2 separate regions of the Mus musculus genome follow, and region 1 is linked to region 2. The links are chromatin contacts, called in public promoter capture Hi-C maps. All regions are on one chromosome and are shown on one strand. Each heading gives the region's core, a stretch centred on a gene start, on an enhancer-like site or on the middle of the called end of the contact. The rest is flanking DNA. Distances are from core to core; before and after follow the strand shown. Region 1 holds the start of 4930579K19Rik (RIKEN cDNA 4930579K19 gene). Region 2 holds the start of Clstn2 (calsyntenin 2).

Evidence for each region. Promoter capture Hi-C pulls out the DNA fragments that hold promoters and counts their contacts.
Region 1: a contact with region 2 is called in a promoter capture Hi-C map of hippocampal neurons, with 7 times the contacts expected there. The contact joins the promoter of 4930579K19Rik here to the promoter of Clstn2 in region 2. A contact is called at or near these places in 1 of 39 promoter capture datasets (hippocampal neurons), 1 of 484 Hi-C or Micro-C datasets (embryonic stem cells) and 5 of 115 datasets of contacts at active chromatin or transcription factors (astrocytes, embryonic basal ganglia, embryonic forebrain and 2 more).

What each region holds. Positions count from the first base shown.
Region 1 is chr9:98,561,458-98,567,270 of GRCm38.p6, forward strand. 4930579K19Rik (RIKEN cDNA 4930579K19 gene) reads right to left here and starts at 2,154. Exons shown (of 1, transcript NR_029444.1): 1 at 1,003-2,154. It overlaps Copb2 (coatomer protein complex, subunit beta 2 (beta prime)), which reads left to right and starts at 2,274. Exons shown (of 22, transcript NM_015827.2): 1 at 2,274-2,366. The coding sequence starts at 2,364.
Region 2 is chr9:98,029,871-98,036,222 of GRCm38.p6, forward strand. It overlaps Clstn2 (calsyntenin 2), which reads right to left and starts at 3,297. Exons shown (of 18, transcript NM_022319.2): 1 at 2,991-3,297. The coding sequence starts at 3,105.

The DNA of each region.
Region 1 (5,813 bases), core at 904-3,403, 530 kb after region 2:
CTGGGAATCTCAGTGGAGACAATCCCTCTATCAGACTGGCCTGGAGGCAAGTCTGGGTGTCTTTTCTTAATGATTGACATGTGTGGGCCCAGCCCACTGTTGGCTGTGCCACCCTGGGAACCCAGCAAACCATGGAGAACAAGCCAGAAAGCAGCACTTCTCTGTGGACTCTGCTCCTACTCTTCCCTCCCAGGTTCAAGCCTGGTCCTGTCTGCAGCTCCTGCCTTAGCTTTCCTCAGTTACCGACTGCATCTTCTAGGGTAAAAGAAAGCCTTTCCTCCCAGGCTGGTTTTGCTCAGTGTTTTATCACAGCCACTGAAGTCAAACTAGAACAGATGGGGGTGGGGCTGGGGTGTACACACGGTACTGCTAAATCGATGCTGGAAGGGATGCCCACTTGGGATGAAGCAGCCGTCCTAGAGATTGACCAGCTAAGACTTTAAGCTTGTTATCAATAGCAATCAACCCCTTGGGAAACCCTCTACCAATTTGCTAAGCTTGACCATAGTTCTTTTCTTCCCCAGAGCTATTTTCCCAACCTTCCACATGCCTCTAAGCCAGAGTAAACAAGAGATTTTGTTTTAAGCCCACAATTGAACACTTAAGAGTTATGTGTGTGTGTGTTTATGTATTTGATTATTTTCTTGAAATTTCTTACAATTAAAACCCAAGTCCAGAGTTTTAGAGGTATTCTCTTAAGATAGTACCTAGCATAACTTTTCATATAGCCGAAATTCAGTACATAAGTTTTAAAAGATTAAAAGAGAGAGAGAGAGTCTTGCAGAAACTGGTATTGAACTCGCAGATCTTCAAGGTTTGTGGTTACATGGGTACGCTATGGCCTGGCTAAGAGCTGATCATAGTCACTATTGCAGAACTTGATGTTGCTGACCTGCAGCAGCAAAAGATGGAGACACAAAATGAGCACGGCAGGTGGGGGCTTAACTCTCCAGCAGGTAAACTACAGGTGTTATATAGATTTAAGTATTATCAACAGGTTCTGTGGAATGGAGATGTTATTTTATTTTATATTTATTGATACTGTGTCAAATTAAAAATGCAAAGAGAATTAAGGAATCAAAAATAATAGAAGCCCAGCTATTCTCCACACTAGATATAGTTCACATTTTAAAAAGTTTCAACTAATTCTTGCAATTGGTTGCGCTACAGTATGCGATTATGTGATTATTCATGTCAATTATGTAAAAATCTCATTACTGAGAGAAAATTTGTTTTTACTGACAGAATAGTAAAAATGGATCTTTGAAAACTATCTGACTTTTTGTATATGAAAAACTGAGGCCTATAAATCTCCCAAGAGCCAGGCACTACCTAATGAAAACTCACCCTTACTTCTCTCAGGCTATACAATTCCTTTCTGGAAACCTAGGCTTTTCTCCAACTAGAGGTTTATAAGGAGCTAAGGGCAACTTCCATTTGTTTCATAGCATTATCTTTTTAAAAGGTGTGTGAAATCGATACACAATGTATTTGCACTTTTCCTGGCAATCATTTTTTTGAAATTCAACTAATTTATTAAAGAGCTATTTTGGCATAGCAGATAGAGCACTGGGCTTCCAGGGCGTATTCTCCCCTGAGCCCAGATCTTAACAACACTACTTACTATGCCATCTTGGCCAGTAAACCTGAGTTCTTTGAGTCTTACATTTCCAATCAATAAAACGGAGACGACTCCTACGTGATGTGGCAGTACCACCAACTGAAGGTACATAGCCAAACAAACGACCCGGTGGATGCTCTTTGAAGGGTAATCACCCGACTGCCTCCGGGAGCCTCCAGAACCAAGATCTCAGGGCTCCTCGGAGCCTCAAAGGCGGGAGCCGCGCCCACATCTTTTCCGCCTCGGTCGGTTTCACCCAAGACCCAGACACCGCTCTGGGCCCCGTTCCGGAGCCCGCTGGAGTACACAGTTTTAGAGCTTTCTTTTCTCTGCCAGAGGCTCACGCTGTTCGGATAGCGCTTCCGGGCCCCTCCACTGCTGCCGACGTTCAGCAGGAATCCAGCACTGCGCTCCATCTTCTTGCCTTTCTGAAACTGACCGAAGGTGAGCAGCCCAGACCGCCGCTAGTCACCGCCCAACTCTGGCCACAGCAATACACTCCATCAGCCAGCTCAGCAGCGGGAGACGCGGAAGTCCGCGTTACCTAGGAAACTGGGGCGGGACCATGCACGGACCGCCTTACGGAGGGTGTGCGCAGGCGCAGAGCCTGGCTCCGAGTACCGCGAGAGTCGCTTCCCGGAAGTTCCACGTCAGTGGGTTGGCCGGTCCACGGGTCGGTGGGTTCCTGAGTGTGTCGCCTTGAGCCTGTGACGGGCAGGGGCTCGCTCGGACAGTCGGAGCCATGGTAAGTCGGGCCTCAGGGGACAGAGAGTGGAGCCCACCGGCTGCGGCGGGTTCCCGGGGCTTCTTGGCTAGGAGCAGTAGCTAGAAGCGGTCTGCGCTGCTACTGCTGCGGCCTGACGGGGTCCTCCTGTCCCGTTGGCGTCCTGGGAGGAAGAAGGCCAGACCGGGAGGCTGCCGTGGTGACACAGTAGTGTAACTGGGTACCCGCGAAGGAGCGGCGCCCCCGACTCTCAGGGCGGTCAGGGCGCCTGTCAGTGCCCTTGCAGTCTGCACCGGGTCCGGTAGTGCAAGTAAATGCTAGAGTCAGGACTCGGATGCCAAAGGCAACTTTGACCAAGTCACTTTATTCTGTCATTGAGGGTGGTGCTTGCTAACCCACCTTCCAGGTTGCGTGAGGTGTTTGGTAGTGTGCAGGCACCACATTGCAAACTTAAGCAGAGGAAAACCAGAACTAAACAAAGTTAAATGTATATGGAGCCAGAGGTGAAATTTCAAATGCTATGGCAGCCCAGCTCGTCGTTTTCTAGTTGATGTTGATTGGGCCTTCTGTGCACACAGAGGATGACCTTTTTGGGGAAGGCCCTGAGATCTGCCTAACTTAGTTTTGAGACATATTTTTAATAGTCAATTAAAAATTGACTTTCCTTCTTCAATGTTTGTGAGTTCCATACCCACACATTGAACCAGCTTTCGGTGGAAGACATTTGAGGAAAACTGTTGTGTGAACATGTGCTGTCATAGTATACAACGACTCTTTACAACTTTGACCCCTGTATCGGTGTTCTAACTAATCTAGAGATGACCAGGAGTGATGGGTAAATTATAAGCACTTAAATAACTGAACGTGAGCGTTTTGATTTGGTGGAGGATACTGGAACCATGTGCAGAGATACTAAAAGATGGCTGTATTTTAAGTCTCGAGTAAAAAGTACAAAACATGACTTTATTTATTTGCTCACTCACCATAGGAGCATTTCACTGTCCTGCATTTTGCTAAACATTTACCAGCTGATTGTCACCGCAGCCTGTGGATAATTATGAGTAATGTTTATGGTGGTTACTATAAGCCGTGCTCTGCTCTAACTGAACTCTGATTTTAATTCTCAGAATGCTAAGAGAGATATTATTATTATCCCTGTTATACAAGTCAAACCTTGGGTGTTAATTAAACTTACTACCATGTGTCTGACATGAGCGCTGCAGCTGAGGCTTCTAGCAAGACTGTGGACCTCATCTATACTACCTGTTCCTCCCGTATTCCCAAATACATATGGTGTGGAGAGAAGGAGCTGGATAAGCACTGAGCCTGCCCTTCAGAAATAAACCACTCCACAAGCAAGAAGAGCTGTGTACGTGGATGGGGAAGAATCCTCTGGCTAGGCTAATCAGAAAGGGCATAATGGTGGCAGTGGCATTTAAACTAAGTCTGGAGTTGAGGATGCAGTGTGAGTAGTTTAATCGTCTAAGACCTGGTATGATATCTTTAAAACACTCATGACTGGGATGGTAAGTATGACTCCAGGAGCGCTTGCCTGCAGTAATGCACATTTTAAAATGGGTGTCTTTACTTTGGGGTATGTGCAGCTATATACTAGGTAGTTCAGAGATCCCTAGCCATTTTGAAAAATCAATTTGAAAACCTTGTTAGGATTATCCTAACAATCCTATTTTACACACACATACACACACCACACACTTACACATACTTACTTGGATGTGGGGGCTTATGTTATGTTGAAGATCCCACTATGGCTCCTGGCATAACATACTTCCTGCTTGTTGTTGACTCAAAGATGAGAGGGAGAAGTTAAATTTTGTGACAGTAATTAGTGGGGCAAACATTTAGAAATCATCGAAAAGGTTTGCTCCCCTGAGATTAGCTTGTGATTTAAAGATGGTGGCTTGAGTATGTTAGAGATGGGCAGGGCTGCATGACAGTGGAGGTGTTCTCACGAGAACTGACTAGTTAGAGCACGGGCCTAAAGCTGGTTTTGGAAGTGAAGAGCAAACAATGAAGAACAGTTAGAAGTACATGTGTCAAACAGACACACAGAGAGAGGAGACTGAGAGCCTTGTTAGGTGTCTGTTTCAGGGCATTCCCTCTGCCGGGTCCTCAGTTTTGTGCTGAGAAGCAAACCTTCGCTTTCTGTTGAATTCATGACTGTTAGGGAACAGCACAGAGGCACCAGCACAGTAACTCATCCTGGCAGTAAGGTCCAGGTTGTGCGCTAGGCTTATGGAAGGGGAAGTGCATTTTAAACGAGCCTACAAGAAAGAGTGGAAGAAGAGAGAGTGTTCCAGGACTTCACTGTGGAATGAACTAACTTTTCTTCTGGAATGGCTTCCCTGGGAGAGACGGAACACAGTCGCTTGCTCAAATCATTTTCTGTTCTGTGGTTCAGAACTGTTCATAGCTGTGGTCTGACTGGAGAAGGACAGTTTTAAACTGTTACTATTTTATGGCTTAAATTTGTTTAAAATTGTTCTGTTTTTCAGTATGTATCTGTAAATTCAAAAGGCCTTTATGAACAGGAGTAAACCCTTTTTGATCAGACATTACTTGCCTACAGTTTAAATGCCCTCCCCATCTGATTATTTTTAAAGAGCTCATTTAATGTTATGGTCTAGGATTACTACAGCTTCATAAATGATATACCTTCACAACATTGTCTGCTACAACACTAATGCATGGACATGAAATTGTGATTTAGCTGATGTTCTAAATTTATTTACCTATCTATAAACTGGGGGTTTCAGAAGTGTCTTCTGAAGTTCCTTGGAGGTCTCTTACTGTTTGAGGAAGTCAACAGATGAGAAGTTTTACCAACAGTAAGATGTGTTGCCCTTCCCGCTAGGTTTATATTTGCACTGGTGAAAGGTGACCATGTTGGTGCACTAATGGCAGAATGTGCTGGTGACACCTTCTTGTTGAGACACACTTGCCTTGGAGCTCACGCTGACTTTGAACTCACAGTCCTCTTTTTTAGAGGCCACAGTGCTGAGATTACAGGAGTTCACCACCACATCCGACCTGATAACATGTTCTGATTGTCAGACACTTATTTGTAAGAAGCAAGGTTTTCAGTGAGAGTGCCATGGGTGAAACAGTAAAATGTTATTAATGCTGTCAATCTCAACACCTCAGGAGGCATCTTCTAAAGATTCTGTATTAGTATTACAAATGAGGATGTGTAAAATACTTGTAAAGTAACATGTGGCTGATGGAAAAGGCACTTTAATATAGATAAAGTTTCATGCAAGCTTTACTTGAAATGATGGCTCAGAACTACTTATTCAAATGTATTTAGCAGACATAGCTTGATAACTGAAAGACATTAGCTGGTCCCTGACCATGTTTGTTACTGATGATAGAATTCTAGCCTTCAAATGTAAATTTGAATTTTTGAAACTGAATTTCATGTATTTCTGATATTCAAAGACTTGTCAG
Region 2 (6,352 bases), core at 2,047-4,546:
CCCACAGGTACAAGCAACTTCTGATTTCTGCCTCACACACAGGCCTGCTTTACGTACGTGCTCACCAGGTGAGCCTGTAGTAACTGATGCTCTATACGCAAGGGCTGTGCTGAGCGATCTCTATCCCTGCAGTCTGGCACCTAGGAAGAGAATGCATACTGAGTCCTTGAGGTTATAAGGTCACTGGCATTTTATTAAACGTAACATAAACCTTCAGGTGACTTCTGGAGCTCATCGTCTTTCTCTGATACATTGTGCCTTTCTCTAGAATAATTCCCAAGCATTGTTCATAGTGTGTGTGTGTGTGTGTGTGTGTGTGTGTGTGTGTGTGTATAGGAATCCAAGAAGGGCTTGTTTTTATGTGTATCCTAAGCATAGGAAGATGAGGAAGCAGTTTTAACTGCCCGGCTACTTTATTCATGTCTGCTTCTGGAACATGGCTGCACTGGAAGCTCAACCTTAGGTGGAAAACCCCAGCAGTGGTCAGGAGTTAGCTTCTAGGTCCCCTGCAGCAAGAAGTAAGAAATGCAAAAGCAGAACACACTGGTATTCAGATGTGCCACCTCACAGGAATTTGAGACCAGCAGAACACCTGTAAAAAGTTATTTAGAGGGTGTGTCCAACTCACAAGGTCTGTACCCCTCAGCTAAGGCATCGTCATGCACACTCCTGGTTGTCTTCTTTCTACCCGTGAACTCGGAAGTGCACTGAGAAAGACAGCTGTCTCTCTGTTCAGTCTCTCTCAAGGGCCCTCCTGAGTCTTCTCCTTTTTAACGATGGGAATAGAAATGATAGAAGCCTTACAAAACAGCGCTATCAGAGGCAGTGTGTGTTACGTGCAAAACTCAGTTTTATTGTTCCTCCCAAATAGTCCTCAGGGGTTGTACAATTTAGAAATGTAAACTTCAAGTGCACTGAAATAAAGAAAGTCTGACCTGTAAATGTTAAATAAACTGTTATAATAAATGTGTCTGTTGTGACCAAATAGTCCTTGTTTCGAAATAAATAAATTAAATAAATAAATAAATAAATAAATAAATGGTGCTCTTTGCAGCCCCCTTGTGGCTTGAAGGGGAAAGACAAGGAGAATCCAGAGTAGCTCCTATTCTCAAGGCCAATAAAACTTTTAGAGTAGAATGACAAATAGCTTTAAATGTGAAATGGATATATTCTAAGGGAAGAAAATTACGGATTTAAATTATTTTATATACAATTATTTACATAATCTAGACCTGTGGAAGCCTGCATTTGTTGTGGCTTTTTGTTCTCTCCCTCTCCTCTCATTTCCCATTCTTGGCAAACTCAGCAAGGTGTTACAGGAGGGGCTCTCTTCCCAAATTACTCCTTCTCTAATCCTTACTCACCGTGAGCTCCCCTGAAAGGATGAAATCTGCCTACCTGTCAAAGTGTCCGTACTGGAAGAACAGACTGTTCGGACGCTCGGTTTCTATCCTTATTTTCACCAGAACAACAGCAACAGCATAGTACATTGGTCCCTTCATACAGACAACCTTTTACCATACCACTTTTAAAAAGACATTTTCATGATGAATTTTTCTGTCTTCTCAAAAAAAGAAAAAAAGAAAGAAAGAAAAAAGGAAGAAAGAAAGAAAGAAAGAAAGGAAGAAAGAAAGAAAGGGAAAAAGAAACTCCTTGAGGAAGAGGAGAGGTACGTGTTAGAAAGACACCTGTGCATAAAATCTTTTCCATTTTATGTCACCAGAAATCAATAGATTAAAAAGAATAGGAGCACCTCTTTTCCCAAATTTATCACTTGCAAATGTCAGGAGAGGCCGCTCTCAAAGTCCAGACAAGGCAAATGGAATGGCCTGCTTCCCCAATTGCCCTGTCTCCGGAGAGATCCAGGCTGCTGTGCTTTTCATACCAGCTCAGCCAACAAACCTCTAAATCAAGCTGTCTCTACTTGGGAATCTTTTTCCAACAAGGACAAAAACTCTGTTTTCAAAATATCGCCAGACAGAATTCCAAGGACCATATGTCACCCGTTCACCTGGCAGAAATCAAAAGCACGCCCTCCTCGTCAACAGTGCAGAGAATCAACAAGTTACCACTTAAGCCAAACGCTCCATCCTGCAATCTGCTACAGTCTCCCTGAGCCCACCATCATCCACCCCAATTGGGCTCCTGCGATGCTTCCCAGCTTTTGGCTACCGCGTGACCTTCTGTTCCAGACCCGCCCTCCAGATGCAGGCTCCCCAACCTGCGCTTCTCCCAGCGCTCCCAGACAGCTGTCAAAGTCTGGGGCTTGCGGGCTTCAGGTTCCCCTGATAACGCCAGCGTTCAGGAGAATCTTAGAGGATTAGAGAGGTCAAGATCAACTATAAAGACCAGAGAGGAGCTCTAGGCTCGGAGGCTCGGTCCTCCGAAGAAAAGCAGAGTGTGAGCCGCAGTAGCAACCATCACATCCCGCGCTTCTTCCGGACTCTGCCCATCTTGAGGGCGTGAGTTCCCAGGGGAGCCAGAGCCCGCGCTGCGGAGGAGCAGGAGGAGCGCCTGGGTGCGGGCAAGGCTTTCAGGAGCCTACAAGTTCCCACGCCATCCTCAAGCTGGAGTGCCAGTCCAGCTCGTCTCGCTGCTTTGAAGACGCCCCTGGTTCTTGCCCCCAAAGCAGAAGCAGACAGACACCTGCTTCACCCACTCCCCAGCCCCCGCTACAGCGCCCATGTCCTGCCTTGCTCAAAGCATCCCTGAGCCAAGCCCCGCGATGCTCCCACCCCAGCACACAGGGCCCCCAAAGTTCTCTATACTCCATAGACCTCCCCTTCTCCTTGGCGCCTGGACCCCGCCCAGAGGTTGGGCTGGAGAACCTCTTGGGTCCACAGTTTAGGGCGCACACTTCGAGGACGGTGCGCGCAGAAGCCGAAGCTGCCACAAGAAAGGGCGGGTGTTAGACGAGTAAGTCCAGGGTCTGCACCCTCGAGCCCGCCCTGCTTCCTTCCAGAAGAGGAACAAACTTCCCCAGCACCCACCTTTCGCCACGAGGAGGCGGCGCCGCCGGCTGTCTCCGCCGTCTCCACTGCCGCCGCCGCTCCCTACGCCCAGCGCCAGCAGGAGCGGCACCAAGCACAGCCTCCCCGGCAGCATCCTCGCCGCCTGAGCCGCCACCGAGCTGCAGCCGCCGCCTCCTACCGCTCGCGCCGGCCTCGCCTGCCGGTGTCCGCTGGCGTCCGCTGGTGTCCGCCGGTGCCTGCCGCGCCGCCTCCCTGGAGCTGCCGGGTGCGCTTCTGGAGCCGCCGCCGCCGCCCTCACTCACCGCCTCCGCTGCCCTTCGCCGCGTCGCTCGCTCTCCCGCAACAGCAGCACTCACTGGCGCGGACCCGGAGCGGCTCCAGCGCTCACCCCGGGACGGCCCGTGACGTCACGGAGGGAGGGAGGTGGCTCGTGCATATTCATGAGACGCGGACATCGGCGCGGGGTTGCGCGCTCCCCCGCCTCGCAGCTCCGGCCCCCAACTTTCCACAGCCATCCCCTATGCCGCTCGCTCGCGTGATCCGACTCGGTCAGGCGCCGGTTCCGGCGGGTGGAACCCATGCGGGAGGCTCCAGGGGAGCCTTAGGGCCTGGCGTCCCCCCCTGCGGCTCTCCAAACTGCAGCCCCGAGGCACTGCGAGCGCCACAACCAAGTGATCGCCCGAGGACCTTCTGTAAAGATGCAGGCGACCCTACTGTGATGCGCCCTTTGAACCGACATCCCTGCGGAGGGGCCAGGATGCTGTCTCTGTGGACCCTGCCCTTGGATATGGTCTAGGGATGGACGCTCTATGCCGCCTGGTCTGGGGAGGGCGCCAGGCGCTCACTAGAGCTGCAAAAGGCCACTGCCTCTAGGAGTTGTAGGGCAGAGATCACTTAGGACCTGCGTAGCAATGCCCGGGCTCTGTGCCATCTCAGTGAAGCAGGCACAGCCACTGCTAGAGTCAAAAGGACTAGCTAAAGTCAGAAAAGGCAACTGTCAGTCTTCAGTGGGAAGCACATTCAAACTTCTCCCTCAGAAGTTGCCACCTTTACATTGTCACTACCTAGGTAAGAGTATGCCATTTGGTATCATGCCTTCTAAAATCTCAAGCCAAGGAACACTGTCTCTGGAGGTGGGGTTCATATAGTTCTCCACCACAATACACCCCCAACCACCATCAGGCTGCCAAAGGATCAAGAAGGTTCCCAGTAAAATCAACTAACCGCTCGGAAGAAATCACTATATTTCCATAGATGTACTATTTTCTCACGATCCAAGGGTCATGTGCAGTTGAGAAATGAGGCAAAAAAAAAAAAAAAAAAAACCAAAAAACAAAAAAAAAACAAAAAACACAGAAACAAACAAAATTATCCTTTCATTCATCATCCCGTTCAAGACATTTCCTGAGCACTAAATGATTGTGGATGCCCCGTTAGGCAATGAAGGACACAAGGTCTTTGTCCCTCTTGGAGAAGCCAAAGGGGATGAAAGCAGTTAAAGTCCCCCGCTTTATGGTCCTGCACATTCTTTATGTTGCTCGATATGAGCCTGTACAAATCAATTAGCCAAATGTGTATATTGCAACACTGACTGAACAGCATCTCATAATTAATAAGTGTAGTTCGGAGTACTCAACCAAGCCATAAAATACATTAAGAGCCTTCTGCTGCCCAGCCTCCCTGTGTGGTCCTGGCAGCACACTGGGAGACTGTGGTGTTAAAAACAAACTTCAACATTTGAGACCTCAAGAGGTGCTCAACAGCTGCAAATCCTGGTGGCTGCAGGGGACTCAGCTCTTTGGCCAGCAGGTCCCCTTTAGTCCATGAAGCAACACCTGTGCTATTGTTCTTGTTTCTGGAGTAAGGTCACTCCTTTACCCAAGGTAAAGAGCTACCAAGTTCCAAGCCAACATCAAGAGACCTCTCACCCTTCTCAGATTTTAAAGTTATAATCCAGAAGGAGGTAGATGCTGACCATGCAAAGTCAGAGAAGCCAGTGAATGAGAGAAATGTAAAATCGACCCATTTTTTTATCCTTTGTGCTCCATCCCATTTGGCTGATATTTACCCCCCTTGTTTACTCAGACAAGAACCTCCTTACTGACTGAACATCATCCCTGGAGGTCCTTAAGCTAACTGTTGTTAAAGTCATCTGGTCCCAAGTATTTGACATGAAGTTTCAAATTCAGACCAAATAATGAGAAGCAGAACAGAGAATGAAAAGAAGCAGAACAGAGAATTATAAAACATCCCCAAGAAAGAAATGGCCAGGAAAGAACATCACAGAGAAACACAGTAGGGAAAGGGCGCTTACCAACAGGTGCAGCACGTCTCTCATCCTTCGCTTCTTGTGAAGGAGGATGAGAGTGTCTGCTAGATTAAGCTCTGCAGTAGCCTCTGTTTAGTCATGGTTCTCTGGAGCTGTTCCCTTGGATGGCGCTCTCCCACTCCGGCTTTTAGATTGGCTGTGTGGTTTGCTCTACCCCTGGACAGTAGCATTCTTGATTTTTTTTTTCTTTCTTGGACACCTGCCTGTCATAAGAAGAAACTCAGGCTAAACCTGCAGGAGAGTCAGAGACATTGGTGTACGCTGATACGACATCCCTGAGATGTTCCAGACAGCTAATGCTACTTTAACCTGATCAGCACAAATAACCCACACGTTGACCACAGACACATGAACAAGCTCAGGCAGGATCAGCCAAGCTGGGCACACATCAGAACTGTCCAGCTGACAATTAAAAAAATATAAATGGTTGTTCCATTAAGTCACTGTGTTTGGGAGTAATTGATTAGGCAATACTATATCCACTGCATTAAGGTCATTACAAGAAGTGAAAAATGAATATGAGGCACTCAATATGCTGTGCGTGGTCAATGCTTAATAAATGCAAAAATGTCCCCATCTTTACCTACTTTAAGGCCATGGAATGCCCGTTGAACCATGATTTGGCTTGCTTGGGTAGGGGAAAGACCAAATGGGTTAGAGTAAATGTATCTTAAAAATACTCAGACCACAAGAACTTCTAGGCATGCTCTCTGTACATATCGTGCACCACTATTCAGTACATGTCGGCTGGTACACTCCAGATACAAGGATTGTATCAAGCAGCCCAGCAACCAATGGACCCTATTCCCTCATGTTGGACTGGGTAATGGGGGTGGTATATTTCCTGGCTTCTTTAATTCTTGCAACAGCAGTAGCTATTTTCTACTTTATTGTGATCGGATTTCTACCTCCCAAAGTTTGAATAACACATCAACATTCACATAATTGAGCAGAATATCAATTCACATCTGCCCAATTCCACATTCTATCTTTTCCCCATATGTGATGGATTCGGGGAGAGGCACAGGGGAAATATAAACAATGAAAAAAT